Regions from separate parts of the Sus scrofa genome. Here regions 2, 3 and 4 are each linked to region 1. Evidence: chromatin contacts called from public HiChIP or PLAC-seq and promoter capture Hi-C data. All regions are on one chromosome and are shown on one strand. Each heading gives the region's core, a stretch centred on a gene start, on an enhancer-like site or on the middle of the called end of the contact. The rest is flanking DNA. Distances are from core to core; before and after follow the strand shown.

Region 1 (2,829 bases), core at 86-2,585:
AACCCACTGCACCCCAGCGGGGACGCCTCTTTTTTTTTTCTTTAATAAGCATTTTATTTTGGAATAATTTCAGATTTCTAGCAAAATTGCAGGAACAGTAAGAAAATTCACAATATCCTTCACCCAGTTTCCCCTTATGTTCACAGCATTTGCATAACCGCAGTGCATTTGTCGAAACTAACACTTGGTACAATACCGATATCTAATTTCAGATTTGTTTTGGATTTTGTAACTTTTTCCACTAATTTTTTTTCTCGTTCCAGGATCTAATCCAAGATCCCACATTACACTTAGTGCATTGTTTTTGTTAGATTAACACGGAGGTTGCCCTGTAGGGTCGTGGTGGTTGGGAAAAGAATGTGGATTTGGGGGAGTAGCCAGAACGAAGTCCTTCGGTGTGGCCTGTGTGGCACCCGGGGTGGGTCATCGGGGGACACTTGGCCTCCCTGACCCCAGCTGGGTGCCGCGAAGTGCCTTCCACTGCCTCAGCTCCACCCGTGCAGAGCACAGATGTTTGTTGGCAGGTTTTAATCATTGGCTGGCCAAGTGCTGGCGCAGGTCCGTGGAGAGACTGCATTTCCCTTTCTGCAAAAGCCATTTTCAGCAACGCTGTAGCTTGTGTGTAAGCTTCTGGAAGGTTCAGCTCCAGGTGCCCCCAGGGCAGGGAGTGGGAGGGGTGCTGGGCGCCCAGCACCTGGCACTCCACACCCTTCTACTGGTTTCCCAGTTTGTCCTGCGTGAGTCTGGGGTGGGTGACTGGTGGCTCTGCCCATCCCCTCCTGCCCCTTGTCCCTGGAGCTGGAAGGGCGCTGGGCGTGGAGAGCAGTGGCGGCGAAGAGAAAGAGCAGGTGAACTTGGAGCCCGGGGCAAGGGTCCAGGGCTGCTCAGACCCTGAGTCTCCCTGAGGCCAACGGGGCGCCCTCGCCCTCCCCACCTGCTACAGAATTCAGGCTCTGTGTCCAGACTGCAGCTGGGGTGAGGGAAGAATGTGGAGGCCCCTAGCCTCGGGGTTGATTTCAGGCAGGGCTTTCCTAGTCAGCAAACTGATTTCTCAGAGCCTCTGTTTCAGCATTGTTAAGATGGGCCACAATTCCGGAGACCTGGGGGGCCTCCAGCGCGGGGCCTGGCTGGCCTGGGCGCTGCCTTCTGTTTCCCCTTCTCCATCAGCTGATCCCCACCTCCCTTTCTGCCTCATCCCCCCATCTCCCTCCACATTCAAGGGGTCCCACACTGGCCCCGCTGCTTGGCCAGGCTGTCCCCTCTGGCCGGTCCTCTCTCTGACACCAGCTTTCAAGTCCTGGCTTGAACGCCACTTCGCAAGCGCCAGCTCACCCTCTGTGTGATTCTGTGGTCCCCTCCCTGTCAGTCTTCCGTGGCCCCATCACTTCCTGCCCCGTTTTATGGACACCTGTGATGGGACTGTATCTTCCACCGGGACCTGCTGTAGTACCACTCACATCCTGGACTCATCAGCACCCAGTACAGTGCCTGGCACACCGTAGGTGCTCATTAAATGCTTATTGCTTAGAATTGAGGTGAGCTACGTCTTTGGAAGCCTCGAGTTCTCAAAGAACAGCTCTGGCCCTGCCCTTGGGAGGAAGCCTCCAGCTGAGAGGGTCCCCAGGTCTCCGGTTGGTGCTCCAGAGCAGGGATGCCCAGGGTAGGGCTCTGCCCAGCACCTGACAGCCACCCCACCCTCCGGTGGTTCTGCCAGACCGCATGCTCCGCCTTCTGCAAACGGCCGCGGGGGCAGCAGCTTGGGTAAGTTCCCCTTCCGCTTCCTCCTGCCTCCTGTCCCGCTGCTGCTGCTGCTCCTCGCTCAGGGCCCCCCTCCAGGCTCTCCACAGCCCCGGTGCCTGCAGAAGCGCTCCGCGCCCCCAGCTGTCACCACCACCGCCTCCCAGGCCTCAGACGCCATGCAGGCCATCAAGTGTGTGGTGGTGGGAGATGGGTAGGTACCTGGTGGGACTTGCTCCCAGCTCCCTCCTGGGGGAGCCCTGAGGCCCTCCCCCTCCCCACGCCCCTGGGAGGCGGCTTCCCCTGCCCTGCAGATCCAGGGTCCCTGGGAGGCAGCTGGAGGAACCACTCCCTTTTTCTCCCAGGGCCCAGAGGGAACCTCAGGACAGTGAGCTTCACCCTCGCTGCCCACCTCACCCCGGAAGCTGCCTGGGTTGAGGGTACAGGACTGAACTCGGGTGTGCCCGGGGCCCCTCACCTGCACCCCGAGACCTGGGGCAGGTCTCCCATGCACCCTCAGTCTTAACTGTGGATGCCGGCAGGGGGTGGTCCCCAGGCTGGCTTGGGCTCTAGTCACTGGCTTGCACTGCTGTGTGGCCTTGGGTGAGTCACAATGCCTCTCTGAACAGCTCTGTTGTCTGCAAAGAGGCCCTTGATGCCAGGTCACTTGGGATGTTCTGAGTGTTGGTCCTGTGCCTATACGCTCAGTCAAGAGCGCCTCTCACCCCCAGGCCTGCCTGGCTGGGGAGGGTGTGGGTGGATGTGGGGGAGGAGGTGGGGGGAGGGGTGAGAGAGGCCCCGCTGGGAAGGAGGAGAGAAGGGTGGCGGGTGAGCTGATCAATGCGGGCCAGGCTCCGCTGAGGGGGCTCCTCGGCTGTCAGATCTCAGGGACCTCAGATTGTCACATCCTCAGTGTCCTCCCCTGCACATGACAGGTTCAAAATGCCAGTCTCTCTTGCCTGCCCGCTCCGTTGTCTTAGCGTTCTGCCCAGAGGCACCTCCTGGGGTGGGTTTTCTGTAGCTCCATCCACACACATTCTGGCATGTTCTAGCTGGATGGGCCTCCCCTCCAAGCCTCCCATCCTACAGAGG
Region 2 (2,688 bases), core at 72-2,571, 210 kb after region 1:
TACTGATACAGTTTTCTTAAAAGCTGTGAAACTGAAGTTGCCATTGTGGTGCAGTGGAAACGAATCCGACTAGTAAGCATGAGGTTGCAGGTCGATCCCCGGCCTTGCTCAGTGGGTTAAGGATCTGGTGTTGCCTTGGGCTGTGGTGTAGGTCACAGGCATGGCTTGGATCCTGATTGCTGTGGCTGTGGGGTAGACTGACAGCTGTAGCTCTGATTAAACCCCTAGCCTGGGAACCTCCATATGCCACAAGTACAGCCCTAAAAAGCAAAAAAAAAAAAAAAAAAAAAAAGAAAAGAAAAGAAAAATAAAAGAAAGAAAATAAACTTATAGTGGTCCACTCCACTAGACAAAAGGACAAAAGTCCCATTCTTTTTTCTACTGGGGCTCTCGCTAAGGGACAGCATCCTTAAGCTTCCAAGAGGCCTTATTGTTCTATTGAGAGGATCTCTGAGAAGCAATCCTGGGAGTTCCTGTTGTGGTGCAGCTGAAACAAATCCAACTAGGAACCATGAGGTTACAGGTTCAATCCCTGGCCTCACTCAGTGGGTTAAGGATCTGGCGTTGCCGGGAGCTGTGGTGTAGGTCGAAGATGCAGCTTGTATCTGGTGTTGCTGTGTCTGTGGTGTAGGCTGGCAGCTATAGCTCCAATTAGACCCCTAGCCTGGGAACCTCCATATGCCGTAGGTGCGGCCGTAAAAAGACAAAAGGAAAAAAAAAAAGAAGCAATCCCAGTTGTAGTTCAGCACATTAAGAACCCACTAGTATCCATGAGGAAGCAGGTTTGATCCCTGGCCTCACTCAGTGGGTTAAGGAGCCAGCATTGCCACAAGCTGCAGGGTAGGTTGCAGACACGGCTCAGATCTGGTGTTGCTGTGGCTGTGGTTCTTAACCAGCTCTGAGTTTATCAGTAGACCAATTTGCTGGATGACCTCAGACAAATTACTCTCCCTCTCTGGAGCTCAGGTTCTTTATTTATAAAATGAAGAGATTGGATTAACTAATCTAAAAATCACTTAAGGAGTTTCCATGGTGGCCCAGGGGGTCAAGAATCCAACTGCAGGAGTTCTCACTGTGGTGCAGCAGAAACGAATCTGACTAATATCCATGAGGACATGGGTTCGATCCCTAGCCTCGCTCAGTGGGTTAAGGATCCAGCATTGCTGTGAGCTGTGGTCACAGATGTGGCTCGGATCCATTGCTGCTGCGGCTGTGGTGTAGGCTGGCAGCTGCTGCAGTTCCGATTCAACCCCTGGCCTGGGAACGTCCATATGCCACTGGTATGGCCCTAAAAAGAAAAAAGAAAAATCACAAAGGAAGAAGAGGAGCCCTGGGCCCCCAGACTGCTTGAGAAAGGCCTTGAGGCAGTGATGATGGAGATGACCAGGGCTTTCCAGACAAGGCACAGCCCAATGCCAAGGTCCAGGAGGCAGGCCCAGTGCCAGGGTGGTGGGTGGATGGGGCAGGGGGCTCCTGGGTGCCAGAGAGCCCTGAAGGCAGCATGGAGGGACCTCTGATCAGGCTGGGCCGATGGCCATGGGCATCCCCGTTCAGCCCTTGTTCGTTGTTACCGTCTGTGTCGTTTGATATGATTGTGTTTCTCTGTCTACAGGACTAGGCTTGGAGTTCTCTGTCCCAGAGCAAGAGCCGATGGAGCTGGGCCACCGACCAGGTAGGACAGGCCGACCAGGGTCACGCCGAGGGCACACGTGGGGCTTCTGGAGGGCCTCCCTGGGGGCGCAGGGACCAGCCCCTTCCCCCTCTCCCTCAGTCCTGCTTTGGCCTCCAGACCCACTGTGTGACCTGACATCCTTGGGGTGATCCGTTCAAAGACAGAAAGGAAAGAGAGGGAAAGCAATAGTGCTGAGCCCCTCCCAGCTGCCAGGCCTGGGGATTGTGACCTCTCTCTCAGGTCCCCTCTTGTAACCGAACACAAGTTCCAGGGGGTCCTACCCACAGTGAGGCCAAACAAAATGAAGTTTAAACTTGGCGCAAAGAAAATGTTGATTGCAGGACCAAGAAAGGAGAGGGGCTGGCTTGTGCTCAGAAACCTCCAAACTCCCCGTTGTTTTGGGAAGGAGAAGTTTTTTTGGTTTGTTTTTCTCTGTTTGTTCATTTCTGGCGGTCCTGCAGCATGTGGAAATCCTGGGTCAGGGATCAGAACCGAGCCATAGCTGTGACCTATGCCACGGCTGAAGCAAGCCTGGATCCTTAACCCACTGAGCCGGGTCAGGGGTTGCACCTGCGTTCCAGCACAGCAGAGACGCCACCAACCCCCTTGCATCGCGGTGGAAACTCTAGGGGGGAACGTTTTTATAGGCAAAATTTGGGGTAAGGACTGCGGGGCGTGTGACTTTCTTGTGATGGGTTGGCGGTGAGGTCGCAGAATGATGCTCCGGGAATCTTGCCCTCAGCCCTAAATCATCATTCTCAACTGAGCAGGAGCCATAGTTCTGCAGAAAAGCTCAAAGATATTGCTCCGTTTATCCCATAATGAATATCCAGAGTCCTCCTTTATCACTGCATTGTTATTTCTTTTTTTTTTTTTCTTTTTACGGCTGCACCTTCGGCATATGGAGGTTCCCAGGCTAGGGGTCCAATCAGAGCTACAGCTGCCAGCCTACACCTCAGCCACAGCAACACCAGATCCAAGCTGTGTCTGCAAACTACACCGCAGCTCATGGGCAA
Region 3 (2,688 bases), core at 178-2,677, 160 kb after region 1:
GGGTTAAGGATCCAGTGTTACCCTGAGCTATGGTGTAGGTCACAGTTGTGGCTTGGATCCTGTGTTGCTGTGGCTGTGGTGTAGGCCAGCAGCTGCAGCGCCAATTCGATCCCTAGCCTGGGACCTTCCATATGCCGTGAGTGCGGCCCTAAAATGAAAAACAAGCAAACGAAAAAAGCCTTTGGGGTCAGACACACCTAGGTTCAAATCCTGCCTCTGCCTTTTCCTGGCTGTGTGACCTTGGGCCAGTGAATGGGCCTCTCTGAGCCTTACTCCTCTCCCCCATAATGAGGGGACATTGTGAGCATCCAGTAAGGTCTGAGTGGCATCCGACCCAGAGTAGGGCTCAGGGATTGTCCCTCTTAGAGGCTGTTTCCTGAAGCCAGCTCTAAGCTGTCTTCACTAGATCCCCGGTCATTCTGGGGATGTTTACAAGTTTCCAAAGGAACCGCTCTCTCATTGGATACCCTCAGCCTGCAGGGAGGCAGGGCGGGCATCAGCACAACTCTACAGAGAGAAAGCAGAGACATCATCAGGTGAGGGGACTCGCCCAAGGTCATAGCATCAGAGGGTCTGGAAATGGGATGGAGGGAGCCTTTGAGGTCATTGCCTGACCAGCCCCCTGGGGTTGCAGGCAGGAGGCTGAGCCTGGCGCAGGGAAGTATCTGACCCAGAGTCATGCAGGCAGTTTTAAAGCCGAGATGGGAACCCAGAAATGGTGCCCCAGGCCAGCGCTCCTCCCAGATGAAGCCCAGCTCAGAACACACCCTGGGGTTTCTCCACCCAGCTCCTGGCACACCAGGCCACCCACACCCCAAACGGCGGGGAGAAGTAGCCTTGCACTCCTTCTGTGGTGCAGGAGTCCGGTTTGGGCAGGAGAAAAGGCCCTAGGGGTCTGTCCCTCCCCCCAGTTCCAAAGCAGGGTGAGAGTCCCCATCCATCAGCCTCCGGGGTTGGGAGCCCTGGGCACAAAAGCTCCAAATGGCCGCAGCCTGGCGTTGTCCTGTTGCCACGGCAATGGCACATCCCTCACTCTCCGATCCACTTCCTTCTCCCGGGCTCCAGCCAGTTCTTCCCGCCTCCAGCTCTTGGAAATAAACCCGGCCGGGTTTCCAGCCCCGAGGGGGTGCCAGGCCGGAGAGCCAGATTCCAGCGAGCGAAGGATCCCCAGCCCGACAGCCGCCCACCCCGTGGGCCTCACCCGGTCGGACTGCAGCTCTTCCCCCTGGCACAGGCGGCTGAGGAAGGACTTCTGCTCCCTGCATAGCGTCTGCCGGGTGGTCAGGAACACCGTGCCCCCCACGTTGAGCCGCACCCACTTGCCCCAGCCGCCCGCCCCCGCCGGCGGCGCTGCCTCGCCGGCCTCCATCCTCATCGCTCTTCCCAGCGTCTGCATCCTCCCGGCGAGGCGGCTGGAGGCGGGCAGGTACCGCGCGCAGGGCATGCCGGGAGCTGTAGTTCGCACCGCCCCCCGCAGGTGGAGCCCCGGCTGAGGGTCCCCCGACCCCCGCGATCCTGCCTTCCCCAGTCCTGCCCTCCTTTACCCTTCCTGGAAGACCCGCAAGCGGGTGTCTCTTAAAGAAGTCCTTGGCCAAATTACTCTGGAGAAGGTCAAGTTGTTATTTTTCTGTCATTTTTTTAAAGTTGCGTTGAAGTCTAGTTGATTTACAATGTGAGAATTTCTGCTGTACAACAAAGTGATTCAGTTGGACATGCACACGTCTATTCTCTTTCGGACTCGTTTCCCACATAGATGATCACAGAACATTGGGTAGAGTTTTCTGTGCTGCACAGGTACGGGTTGGCCAGTCATTCATACCTCAGTGCGCATGTGCCAATCCCAACCCCCTCCCCCCCCCGACCATTCCAGCCCCACCCCCTCACCAGAAGTGACGGTCAAGTTCCAAGTCACTGGGAGAAGAGTGAGTGAGACCCCAAGCCAGCAATCGTCCTCTTTGGTCTCCCAGCATCATTTTCCTTTTGTCCAATATGGGTTATCAAACAGCTGACATGAGAAGAAGGGCCAAGGGCTGAAGGGAAGCTTTCCTCCTTAATTTCCTTTCCTTCTCATGGTTTCAGTCCTGGTCCTGGAGTAGGGGGAGGACCTGAGACTTTGCTCCATGATGCCAGTGTCACAATGCCAGTGTCACACCCACTGGCCCCGCACACTGGGCAGCCTGGCCCTGCACTGGGGGAAAGCTTATAACTCCTCCAGCTCTGCTTTCCCCTTGGCAGGGAAAGTGGCACTGCTACCAGACTCCTGCTCCTAGGAACTTGTGTTCTCTTAAGCACAAGTTCAAGTGTGAACTTGAGCAACTTCCCCCCTGAACTTCAGTTTTCCCTGAATAGAGAATTAGAATAGTTGCTACTGGGGAGTTCCTGTTGTGGCTCAGTGGGTTAAGAACCCCACACAGTATCCCTGAGGATGTGCATTCAATCCCTGGACTCGCTCAATGGGTTAAGGATCCCACGTTGCCACATTTGTGGTGCAGGACACAGATGTGGCTTGGATCCAGCATTGCTGTGGCTGTGGTATAGGCCAGCAGCTGCAGTTCCGATTCGACCCTTAGCCCAGGAACTTCCATATGTCGAGGGCCTAAAAAGCCAAAAAAAAAAAAAAAAAAAAAAAAAAAGAGAGAAAGAAAGAAAGAAAAGAAAAGAAAAAGAGGAGTTCCCATCATGGCTCAG
Region 4 (2,688 bases), core at 119-2,618, 200 kb after region 1:
GCTGTCTGGGGTGGGCCCAGGAAGAACAGGGCTCCAGTCAGACCGGCCCTTCTCCAAGGGCCTCCCCAGCACACTCTCTCCCCCAACTGCAAAGCACAAAGCTCAGAGGATGACCTGGCGAAGGACCAATTTTTGCCACTTTTGGTGAGAATATAATTGCCTCAGAATGAAAAGAATGTTTCAAAGGGGGATGAGAGGAGTTCCCACTGTGGCACAATGGAATCGGTGGTGTCTTGGGAGTGCTAGGAGGCAGGTTCCATCCCCAGGCCAGCACAGTGGGTTAGGGATCCGCTGGGGCCACAGCTGCAGCTTAGGTTGCAACTGTGGCTTGGATCTGATCCCTGGCCAGGGGAACTTCATATGCCACCAGAAGGCTGAAAAAAAAAAAGAAAGAAAATAAAAGGGAGATGAGAAAAGTATTCCAGGCACATGTAACAGCATATGCAAAAGTCAGGGGCAGGAATTCCCTTTGTGGCTCAGCCTTAAGGAACCTGACAAGTATCCTTGAGGCTGCAGGTTCCACCCCTGGCCTTGATCAGCGGGTTAAGGATCTGGCATTGCCATGCGCTGTGGTGTAGGTCGCAGCTTCTGCTCGGATCTTGAGTTGCTGTGGCTGTGGCATAGGTCAAATCACAGCTCCAATTAGACCCCTAGCCTGGGAACTTCCATATGCTGCTTTTTGGCTAAGAAACCAAAAAAAAAAAAAAGAAAAAGAAAGAAAGAAAAAAAGTCAGGGGCAGTGGTGTTCCAGCAGTTAACACACCCATGCTAAAAACATTAATTTACGTAAAGATTGAATACAAATGCAGGTTTTTTGTTTTTTTGTGTTCTGTTTGTTTGTTTGTTTGTTTGTTTTAAGCATAAGGCTTCCGGGATGAGCAAGATACACAAAAGCAGCCCTAGGAGTTCCGTCGTGGCTCTGTGGTTAACGAATCCGACTAGAAACCATGAGGTTGCGGGTTCGATCCCTGGCCTCGCTCAGTGGGTTAAAGATCTGGCGTTGCTGTGGCTCTGGCGTAGACCGGTGGCTATAGCTTCGATTGGACCCCTAGCCTGAGAACCTCCATATGCCACGGGAGCGCCCCAAGAAATGGCAAAAAGACAAAAAAAAAAAAAAAAAAAAAAAAAAAAAAGCAGCCCTAGCCTCCTGAGCTTAAGATCCAAGATTAACGATAGCCTGGTCTCCGCCTCACCTCGTGTGCCCCTGGGCAACCCGCTGGTTCTCTCTCTTTGGTGTTTAAATTAAGTTTCTGACCTACTCCGCAGGGCTGTTGTGGGAAGTGACACCCGCAGGGTTGTTGTGGGAAGTGACACCCGGGGGAGGAGCACCCTGCGGAGTTCCTCACCAAGCAGGCCTTGACAAATGTTAGTTTCCTTTCGCTCCAGCAAGTTCTTTGCCAGTTTGTCCTCCCCGGAGCCTCTGGGTCAGCTGGCCTCCTCTCCCAGGCTTCTCCGGCTTTATGAGCCCTACTCCCTCCCTCCTACCCTCTCTGGTGGCACCAGGTGACACCATCCTCCACAGGTCCCCCTCCCGCGGCCACTCAGCCCGACCCCATTCTGCCGGCCTCCCCCAGCTGCTGCGGACAGCCATCCTGAGGGTGAAGCCAGGGCCGCGCCTTCCCTGCTAGGCTGCAGCCCCCAGCTCTGCTCTGGCCCCGGGGCGGCGGGGGGACGTCCCAGGCTGAGCATCCGGACGATCGAGCTCCCTCTAAAGAAAGGCAAGCGCCACGCCGCCCCCGCAGTCACCCGAATCTCGGGATCCTGGCTTCCGGGCTCGGCCATTGCCCGGCGCAGAGCGCCCCCTCCCCGCGCCCGCAGCTGTCCCCTCCTCCCGTCACCAACCTGCTGCCGGCCAAAGGGAGGAGACAACGGCACAGCCCACTGCTGCGGCCACTCGGAGCCCGGGCTGCCGGCGCCTTCCACTGGCCAGGCGGGAGCGGGGGAGGCCCGAGCCGCCGAGCCCTGCCCCACGCCCCTTCCGCGCCGCCCACCGCCCGCGGCGGATCCTGGAGCATCTAAGAGGCGCTGCGAGCCGGGCGGGTGGCCGGGGGACGGACGCGGCGCCGCGGCGGGAGCGCGGAGCTGGGCGAGGGGCGCACGATCCCCCCTGCGTGGAGGCGCAATGGAGTGGGCCGGCCGGGGAGTTGAGGGCTCCGGGTTTGAACCTGCCAACTTCTCCAGCGGGCAGGGGCGAGCGCCAGGGCGGCGGCGAGGGCGAGTGAGTGCGGCGGGGTGGGGCGGCAGCAGACGCCCGGGCCGCCCGGAGTTGGGCCGCCGGCCGGACCACCTGCCACCCAGGGGAGGGTCCCGGTGGGGAGAGTGGGGCGGTCTGCCCCAAGCACCCTGGCCCCAACCGGGGCAGAGGGCACCGGGCCGGGCTGGACTGGGGCGTTCGGGAGGCGGGCGAGCCCATGTTGCTGAGAGGCCGCAGGAAGGTTTGCTAGACGCGAGGCGCGGGTGCGTGCAGGGCTCCAGCGAACCGTCCCCATGCAGCCACTCTCCTGCAGTCCCAGGAAGGGGGCTTTAAGCCCAGGATGCCTTCTCCCGTCAACCTGGGCACCTTCAAACAAGATCTTGAGGGCGAGGATTGCAGCTTGTAGGGCCAGACACCCTCCCTTAGAAGCTCTCGCCCCACCTCTTTCTGCGCGGGAGGGGGCGCAAGGAGACGCGGAAACAGGCTTTCCTTAG

Evidence for each region. Promoter capture Hi-C pulls out the DNA fragments that hold promoters and counts their contacts. HiChIP or PLAC-seq counts read pairs in DNA pulled down with a chosen protein or histone mark.
Region 2: a contact with region 1 is called in a promoter capture Hi-C map of liver, with 2.3 times the contacts expected there. The contact joins the promoter of TEX33 here to the promoter of RAC2 in region 1.
Region 3: an H3K27ac HiChIP or PLAC-seq map of alveolar macrophages shows a contact between it and region 1. The contact joins the promoter of KCTD17 here to the promoter of RAC2 in region 1. A contact is called at or near these places in 1 of 47 Hi-C or Micro-C datasets (brain) and 1 of 2 datasets of contacts at active chromatin or transcription factors (alveolar macrophages).
Region 4: a contact with region 1 is called in an H3K27ac HiChIP or PLAC-seq map of alveolar macrophages. The contact joins the promoter of TST here to the promoter of RAC2 in region 1. A contact is called at or near these places in 1 of 5 promoter capture datasets (liver), 6 of 47 Hi-C or Micro-C datasets (alveolar macrophages, embryonic fibroblasts, heart right ventricle and 1 more) and 1 of 2 datasets of contacts at active chromatin or transcription factors (alveolar macrophages).

What each region holds. Positions count from the first base shown.
Region 1 is chr5:10,552,651-10,555,479 of Sscrofa11.1, forward strand. RAC2 (ras-related C3 botulinum toxin substrate 2) reads left to right here and starts at 1,336. Exons shown (of 7, transcript XM_013997536.2): 1 at 1,336-1,761. The coding sequence starts at 1,652.
Region 2 is chr5:10,766,735-10,769,422 of Sscrofa11.1, forward strand. It overlaps TEX33 (testis-expressed protein 33), which reads left to right and starts at 1,322. Exons shown (of 5, transcript XM_013997541.2): 1 at 1,322-1,672. The coding sequence starts at 1,651.
Region 3 is chr5:10,717,540-10,720,227 of Sscrofa11.1, forward strand. It overlaps KCTD17 (BTB/POZ domain-containing protein KCTD17), which reads right to left and starts at 1,428. Exons shown (of 7, transcript XM_021091530.1): 1 at 1,202-1,428. The coding sequence starts at 1,396.
Region 4 is chr5:10,747,896-10,750,583 of Sscrofa11.1, forward strand. TST (thiosulfate sulfurtransferase) reads left to right here and starts at 1,369. Exons shown (of 3, transcript XM_005663810.2): 1 at 1,369-1,718. MPST (3-mercaptopyruvate sulfurtransferase) reads right to left here and starts at 1,931. Exons shown (of 3, transcript XM_021091532.1): 1 at 1,843-1,931; 2 at 1-374. It overlaps MIR9819 (microRNA 9819), which reads right to left and starts at 1,715; the gene lies at 1,618-1,715.